Linked DNA regions of Mus musculus: region 1 is linked to region 2. The links are chromatin contacts, called in public HiChIP or PLAC-seq maps. All regions are on one chromosome and are shown on one strand. The core of a region is the stretch at or near the end of the contact, and the rest is flanking DNA. Distances in the headings are between cores, read along the strand shown. Region 1 overlaps Fez2 (fasciculation and elongation protein zeta 2 (zygin II)). Region 2 overlaps Crim1 (cysteine rich transmembrane BMP regulator 1 (chordin like)).

Region 1 (3,976 bases), core at 1,227-3,726, 140 kb after region 2:
AGTACATATAAGTGACCTTAGATATTAGAGATTAGATAATTGAGAAAGAATGGCCAAAAAGGTAAATGAATAATAAAAATAATCTCTGAATCTGTGACAAATTGTCCAACCAATTCACTCTCTCTAAACACTCATGATTATCACACTTAGGTTTAAAAATTTCAAAAAGGAAAAGAAAAATCTCCTGAAAGTATGCTCCAGAAACAACTGTCTAGAGCCCTCTATTCTACAGCTCAGAGCAGCTTGCAAAAGCTCACATAGAAACTTAGTGTCCTACACTGTCCTTGAGCTTCTTCAAGCCTGTCCTACAAATTCATTCTCTGTTCCTAATCCCCACAGACTATATGGTTCTATAAATAACTAAAAAAATTAAGGTAGAAAAAGTTGCTAAACAAACAATAACAATAGTAAAAGTTGTTATTTTTACTAACAATAGGGCTCAAACAATAGTAAAAAATAGCTGTTCAACTTTTTAAATCTCAGGGCCCCACATTCTCCCGGTGAGGCTCAACTGTACACCCAAGTATCTTTCTTTATATATATATTCTTAAAAATCCCATAAATGCCAATGATGTGCCCAACTGAGCCTTTACTCATGGTGCCAAGCCATGTGAAGAAACATCAGGAATCTATGCCTTGGCCCGTGGCCACCTCCTCATGAGCCATATCACCTGGAGGTTATGTTTCCATCCTGCAGGTTGACGGAGGCAAGGGGCACGGAATAACAACTAGAATTCACCCATCCCCAAGGGGCCTCCCTATCAGCTGTGAATGTCAGGGTGAAGCTGCCCTCTCTAATACCAACTCTTTCCCATCTTGAGTGATACACAAAAAACTAACCCTGAAGAATCTCTAGGCATTTGGACTTCCTACATCTTACAGTGGCGCACCTTCTTATTCAGCCAGGACCTGGCCTACAAGAGTGTCTCAGTCAGGTAGAATTTTCAAATAGTGGAAGATGATTTCAAATACATTCACCAATATATACATTCCCATGTTCGTGACCCTCCTTTGAATTATGTAAAACCCTAAATACAAACCAAGTTGCGACACATCTGACTACGCATCTCACAGCATATAATTCTGCATCCATGACGTCGTCGTCTTACTCCTCACTAGGCTGACGACTGAGCTGGCTCACCATACAAAACGCCCAACGTCAGATAAAAGAGGTAAGATCTGCTCGCTGCATATTTTTTACCTAAGACTCTAATCTCAAAGGTAACAAAGCTCTGGCCACATTCTCCTCGAAATGAGATCTTCTTTTCTAAATTTTAGCAGCAATGTATCATGTTCCAGTTCAGTTGTTTTCACGATCATGCAAGCCATTACGTCAGTTTATTAACATCTATTTGTTAAAGGTGGGCATGAAAACGGGGCCCTGAAACCTGCTTAAGGATGCAATCGGTCTGTTGTCCAATCCCAACGCTTTCTCCCCAAAGGCAGATTCTGTCCATCTCGGTTCAGACACAGACAGAATGAACCTGCAGCCCTCCCCTTCCACCCATGCTCTCAGTCAATTAGTAAAAGTGACAACTTTCAGGGCCCTCGCAGAGCACAGGAGCAAGCAGAGGGTGAGGAAAAGAAGGAAAACGGAGCACCTGTTTCTCTCCGCCTGAGTTTCCAAAGGTGTGGCGGAGGCCATTCTGAATGACATTTGAGATCCCTTCCATGCTGAAGCGCTAAAGGCAGCAGGACATGGCCCAGGAAGAACAGGACAGAGAGAGAAGTTCAGAGACTATTAGTGGAGTGTTCCGCGATGTCTTTCTGTGCCCAACAGACAAGCAGTTAGAAAATGCCACGATCACTCACTCTCAGACAGCAGACAGAATCATGGTGTTTAGAGACCGCTTTCACTTCCATTCCGGCGTGAGTCCAATGCAGAGCCAACTGTTTGTAAGCCACTATCCCCACAGAGAGCTTCCCCGCTGTAACTAATAGATTTGTTCCAATTGTTGCAAACATCAGCTGTACCCTTACTTTATTAAACAGTTTACCGCACAATCCTTGAGATACCTTTTGATACCGCTTGTTTACTCTTTATCTATCGGAAGCTTGAACGCCTAATCCTTCGCAACGCGCCTGTTCTGAGCTGAAGCGTACATCTTTCCGCCATCAGTTTGGGGAAGATGAACCTGACATTTTCAGACTAGCGACTGTTCCCACTTGCTCTCCAGGCACCTGCCGTTGCCTTGCTACCGAGAATGTGAATTCTCGGCTTAGGCTGCCTGGGGAGCAGCATGGATACCAATTTACCCCCGAAAACATACTCACTCTGTTTCTAGAAAACAATTACAACTTAGTTCTCCTGGCAACCTCCAAGACTTCCTAGAATTCACTCTCTGCACTCAAGTGAGACTGTCTCTTCCCCTTCGGTGACTTATCTTGATTTGCACCCAGCCTGCAGTCACACGCATCATCAAGGGGCACGCTGGCACCCAGCTAGCAGCCGAGTCAAAGGCAGCAGAGATTCTCACAGCCTGACTAACTGAAGGAAAGGCTCCCGAGGAGGAAGCTGCACTCTGAGTCACCAGACGGTGCTTGTCCCTGGAATGTTAGGGGGAAAGCTGAACCAGTAAGCACGCTGAAGGAGTGGATGTAAAGGTATTCTCCAGGTCCTAAGAACGCTACAGAAATGCTCTCTGCTCTCAGACAACGTATACATTAGTCCCAGTGATCGCAAAGTGTGGCCCAGGCACAATCTGAGAGTCACTGAGATTCTAGAGGAGCAGGAACGCAAACTTATCTTAACATTATTAAAATATGGCTTGTCTTCTTTTTAAATTTATTATTGTTGTGATTGAGCATAGTGTTAGGCTTCATACCATGTCTTTCAAGTGCATCATGTACTTTGGCCATATACACACTCCAGTTCACTCAGACTGTCCCAGTGTACAGTGTAACATTCCAAAGGGCAGACTGAATGCAGAGGCGGAGCCGAGGCTCATGTCCTTCAACTGTGCCGTACATCAACAAGACTGACAAAAACAAACACCAATGACACTTCTCTAACCAACCTTTAAAGTTATAGCCTATTAAAACTTACCATTTATATAAGAATTAATCATTGAACTTTGATACTTTGAATGAATTAATCTTTTATTCGTGTTTACTTTTAATACAGTAAATATTGACCAATTCAATTATGTATGAGTGCCCTCTGAGGCTCTCAATAAACGTTAAGAGTGTAAAGAAATCCTGATTAACAAAGAGCTGAGAAATACAAAAAGGGCTATCCTGAAGGGAGCAGGCTACTAGTCTCTGGCCCAGCCACACTAGGCAACCAACAGCACTGCTGGAAATCTGAGCGTGCCCACACTGGCCTTGTGGGAGCTATTCTGCAAGCCCCTCCCTCTCCATTACCCTCGTGCCCCGCCTTTCCCAGACCCAAACCCATACACAGTTTTATGTTGGCAAGAACCAATGGCCTGGCCAAGAGATTGCCCTGGTTCCTCACTCTGCTGAGAATATAACTATTACTTTGGATGGAAGAGACTGCTTTTACAAGAAAAACCTACATAGCATAACTATCTCTGTAGATTCTTCACACACCACATTTTATCATTTGTTCCTTGTTTGTAAAACAGGTTATCCAAAGAGATGACATCACAGGCTCCAGAGCCAGCAATAAAAGATGATTTTCAAGTAAACAAGTCAGCTTGTTAGTTAACTACATTCCCTTGGAAAATGACAAGAAAAAAAATGCTTGCTTTCAGTCTGTATTACCTGGCTCTATTATCTGAGAAAATGATAAAGCTAGATGCAGACTCAAAAATCTCAGCTGGATGAAGAAGTCAGAACTCACACAAGAAAACTATTTGGAAAGTACACTCCAAATTCATTAGCTTAATTTTCCCAGTCAAAAAGCTAATTAGAATCATTGAAGAAGAAAAAAAAACAAAAAGAAAAAAAGAAGGCCAATGCACAGTTATAAGATGCATATGCAACTTGAGTCTTCCTGCGTAAGCACACAGAT
Region 2 (3,862 bases), core at 851-3,350:
AACTCCACACAGATGTGCCCCCCTCAGCTCCCAGTAAGAAGCTAGTTTCTCCCACTTGCAGCTGAAAGTCACCAGGATCAACCTTCTGTGGAGCGTGAGGGTGACTTCGTTCGTCCTTTTCCAGGATTGATCATCCCATCGTGTTCTTTCCAGGCTTGTGTTCGCCTCAGAACCCCAGCCTCACGTTTCGCTTTTTTTTAATACACTTTCTTACCATCTAGGAAGATGTTCACCCAGGCAGTGACATACTCAGGACAGCCAGATGCAAATGGAATGGCGCTGAGCGTGGGAGCTGAGGGAGATAGACATTCATGAGCAACAAAAATCAATTGGACGGAGTTTTAATTAGTTGCAAAGCCCTTCTGTGACTCATAGACAGGCTGTTTACCTCTAGATCTGATGTCTCTGTTCCTTGTGAAATGTGCGACTTTCTCAAGAAAGTCATTTCAGGGTTCATTAACATTCAACCTTTGGTTTAAAAAAGTTTAGAAATGTCCTACTCATAAAATTTGACACATCCCCTAGTACTTATTGACTGCTGCCACGCATAGGGTAGTAGCCTGGGCACTCAGATAATCTCTTTGGGTATGGGGTTCCTCTTGTAATGGTGTATGGGCGCTAAGACAAGAAGAGCAGCCCACATAAGCTGCTCCTGCTGCTGGAGTCCTGGGCATTGTCTTTTCTATGGCACCTTCCTGCTTTTGATTTGTGACCCCTGTTGCTCAGTGTTTTTTGCATCAGGAGGAAGTGATGCAGTAAGTGGTGACTGCAGAGCTGGGGAGGGAAGAGATTAACACAAGATGAATTAATGTGTGTGTGGTTTTCAGGGGCTGGACTGTTCCTCTGAATCAAGGATGTATTCTTTGTTTCTGGCTGACGACTTCCTAGTTTTCCAGCGGGTAGGGGAACCTTTTATTCTTTTCTCTGTCGCTGGAAGTCTTTTTTTTTTTTAATTTTTTTAATTTCCCGAAAAGCAAGTACAGTGTTTTCTGCTTATCAGCGGCCTTTCTTTTCCTGTTCCAATAACAAGAGAACAATAGAGGAATTTAATAATGTTTAAAGATTGATACCACTTTCGCCCAATGTATCCATATATTTGTCTGCAGATAAAAATTGAGGTTTTATGAAACAGAGGAAAGCATTTTGCTGGTAATATGAACCAAGAGCGTCATCTATGTCTCTCCATCCCCCCCTTTCCTTTCCCTTTCATCTAGTTCAGAGAATGAAATGGGTTTTATTTTTCTCTTTAAAAAAAAAATGTGTTCAGGATATCTGCTGTTAAAAGAACAGAAATTAATAAGATTGGTAAGTACACTGGTTGAGCTCTGCCAGAAGGGTCTGTAGTGGCATCTAGAAGACCTCCTAGTTTCATTTAATGTATTTATATTATATTATATTCTATTATATTATATTATATTATATGAGAGATTCTTATTTACTGTTCATAGACTTTTTAAAATACCAGCAATGTGTGTCTTTTCAACAGTGGATGAAAAGGCCACGAATGAGAGTTTTGGTGCAGTTTGTAGTGTGTGTGGCCTTTCAGATGATTCCTGCAAATTGTGTGTGTGTGTGTGTGTGTGTGTGTGTGTGTGTGTGTGTGTGTGTGTGTGTATGTGTGTGTGTGTATGTGTGTGTGTGTGTGTGTGTGTGTGTATGTGTGTGTGTGTCTGTGTGTGTGTGTGTATGTGTGTGTGTGTGTGTGTATGTGTGTGTGTGTGTGTGTATGTGTGTGTGTGTGTGTGTGTGTGTGTGTGTGTGTGTGTATGTGTGTGTATGTGTGTGTGTGTGTATGTGTGTGTGTGTGTGTGTGTGTTGACCTGTCTCTTTTTGGTCATTCTAGGAGCTTTGACCTCAAGGGACCTTACACCATTCTCTGGTGTGTGAAACGGAAACTTAGGTTCTCGGTTGTGTCTGATCCCAGGGCTTGGTAAGCAGTCAGGGTTTTAACCGGCCTAACTACTTCCCACATGACATTTACAGCAATATTTCTCTCTGCTTTACCGAAGAGAAAGTAAGATTTACACTTTCTTAGTACCTGTTGGCCCTCTGCTCGCTAATCAGACTGGAATCTTCTAAATGCTTTCCTGTTGAGAGCCAGCTTGTCTCTGTCCATCAGGAATGTTGCAAATGGAATTAGGCTGTGGTCTTGTTATATATCTTAGCATGATGTGTGACTCAAAAATGTTATCTGCATGTTCCTTTATGCCTCTCTGACTGGACCCATGTCTGCTAAATGCCTCTGGGAAGTTTTTTGTTTTTGTTTTTGTTTTGTTTTGTTTTTCTACATCAAGGATTAACATGTGTAATCATATGTGTATATATGACTAATAGGTAATACTTGGCAATCAGCGTGTCTGTCTCATTAGTTCTGCTGTGTGTGTGTGTGCACATCCACATATGTGCTGTTAAATATAACAAAGCTGGTAATGGTGTTACAGTCCCTGGTTACAAGTTTCCTGAAAGCTTTGCTCCTCTTTGATGGCCGTGGATTCCCTGGCTATACAGACATTCCAGCCATTCTTTCTAAGAGCCGGTGTGATTTTTATACGCTTTGTAAACATCTGTGGGAGAAAAGAACAAGCTATAACTCTTCAAATAAATATTATTCAACCTCCTTCCACTTTCATTTCCCTTATCACTGGGACAACCACACCCAAGTTTGCTATTAAACTATGTTGTCTATCAGCTTCCCACATGCCAACAAAGCAAAGGAAACACAACAGATAAAGTTGAATACTGTCTTCCTTCTGTTGACATTTCTACAGCAACAAGTCAGAAAGTTTGTCTCCTCTGAATAGGCAAGAGGTGTCATGGGTCAGGATCAGATGGCATACCCACTGGTAACCATGAGGACTCTCAGCAGAGTTATGTAGAACATTCTGGAATTCTGATGAATGGAAGAAGAGTGACTATTAACTTACAAACTGCTTGCTTCATTTTTCTATCTATGGAGAGGAAAAAATGGAGGCACAGGTAAAGCTGTCGTGGGATGTCAGGTCTCCAACTGTCAGAGTCAAGGCCATTTCAGCTCTCCCTGTGTCAGCGGTTCTCAGCCCTCTGGGTCACAACCCTTTTGTGTGTGTGTGGGGGGGGGGGGCGTCTAATGACTTTCAAAGGAATCTACTAAGACCATCATCAGAAAATAGATCTCTATATTACAATTCTTAGCAGTAGCAAGATTAGTTACAAAGTAGTAATGAGACTATGGCTGGAGTCCCCTGTGGTCTTACAGTCCCTGGTTACAAGTTTCCTGAAGGCCTTGCTCCTCTTTGATGGCTATGGATGCCCTTCTAACCTCTGGCCATAAAGACTATGGTTGGGAGTCACCGCAGCATGAGGAACTGTGTTAAAGGACCCTAGCTTAGGGAAGTTGAGGACCACTGCTCTAAGTGAAACTTTGTCTTGGAGAAGCTCCTGTATTTGGCCATTCTTGTGGTGGGAGGATTTTGCTGAATTTTATGGCACTGAAGTCTTCACTGCATGTTAGAGCTGTATACAAAATCCCGAGGGGACTTCGATGCTTCATGCTTTTTACTGTCAGTTCTCCAGTAACAAGCCCAGCAAGATTTCTTTTATTATTATTTTTTTTTGGCCACTCCTCTCCTCCAAAGTTCCTTCTGTTTCAGATTTGTTTCCGAAAAATCCATTACAACTCATAGCAGCAAATGGCGTGACTCGCTCCCTCCATGACCATTTGTTTATGATCATGGCTGATTTGCTACAAAGAGCAAGACAGTGGATACAGCGTGTGTTATTTACTATCATCTGATGCATGATAAAAATAAAAAAAAAGTGAGAGAATGTTCCCAAAGTGTTAGAAATCACAATGCGTAGACACACTGCAGCATAAGGAGGCAGT

The links. HiChIP or PLAC-seq counts read pairs in DNA pulled down with a chosen protein or histone mark.
Region 1: a FOXA1 HiChIP or PLAC-seq map of pancreatic cancer cells shows a contact between it and region 2. The contact joins two enhancer-like sites. A contact is called at or near these places in 3 of 115 datasets of contacts at active chromatin or transcription factors (bone marrow-derived macrophages, heart atrium and pancreatic cancer cells) and 3 of 9 other capture datasets (adipose tissue, liver and pancreatic islet).

What each region holds. Positions count from the first base shown.
Region 1 is chr17:78,385,390-78,389,365 of GRCm38.p6, forward strand. The region is part of intron 5 of Fez2 (fasciculation and elongation protein zeta 2 (zygin II)); the gene reads right to left. Among named protein-coding and RNA genes, the nearest start is that of Gm32336, 13 kb to the right of the region's middle. Within about 2 kb of position 2,477, at least 57 of the 459 cell types and tissues checked have an H3K27ac peak or open chromatin away from gene starts, as enhancers often do. A contact at or near this core is called in liver and pancreatic cancer cells, where this site is marked.
Region 2 is chr17:78,246,486-78,250,347 of GRCm38.p6, forward strand. All of the region lies in intron 2 of Crim1 (cysteine rich transmembrane BMP regulator 1 (chordin like)), which reads left to right. Among named protein-coding and RNA genes, the nearest start is that of Gm41620, 33 kb to the right of the region's middle. Within about 2 kb of position 2,101, at least 81 of the 459 cell types and tissues checked have an H3K27ac peak or open chromatin away from gene starts, as enhancers often do. A contact at or near this core is called in liver and pancreatic cancer cells, where this site is marked.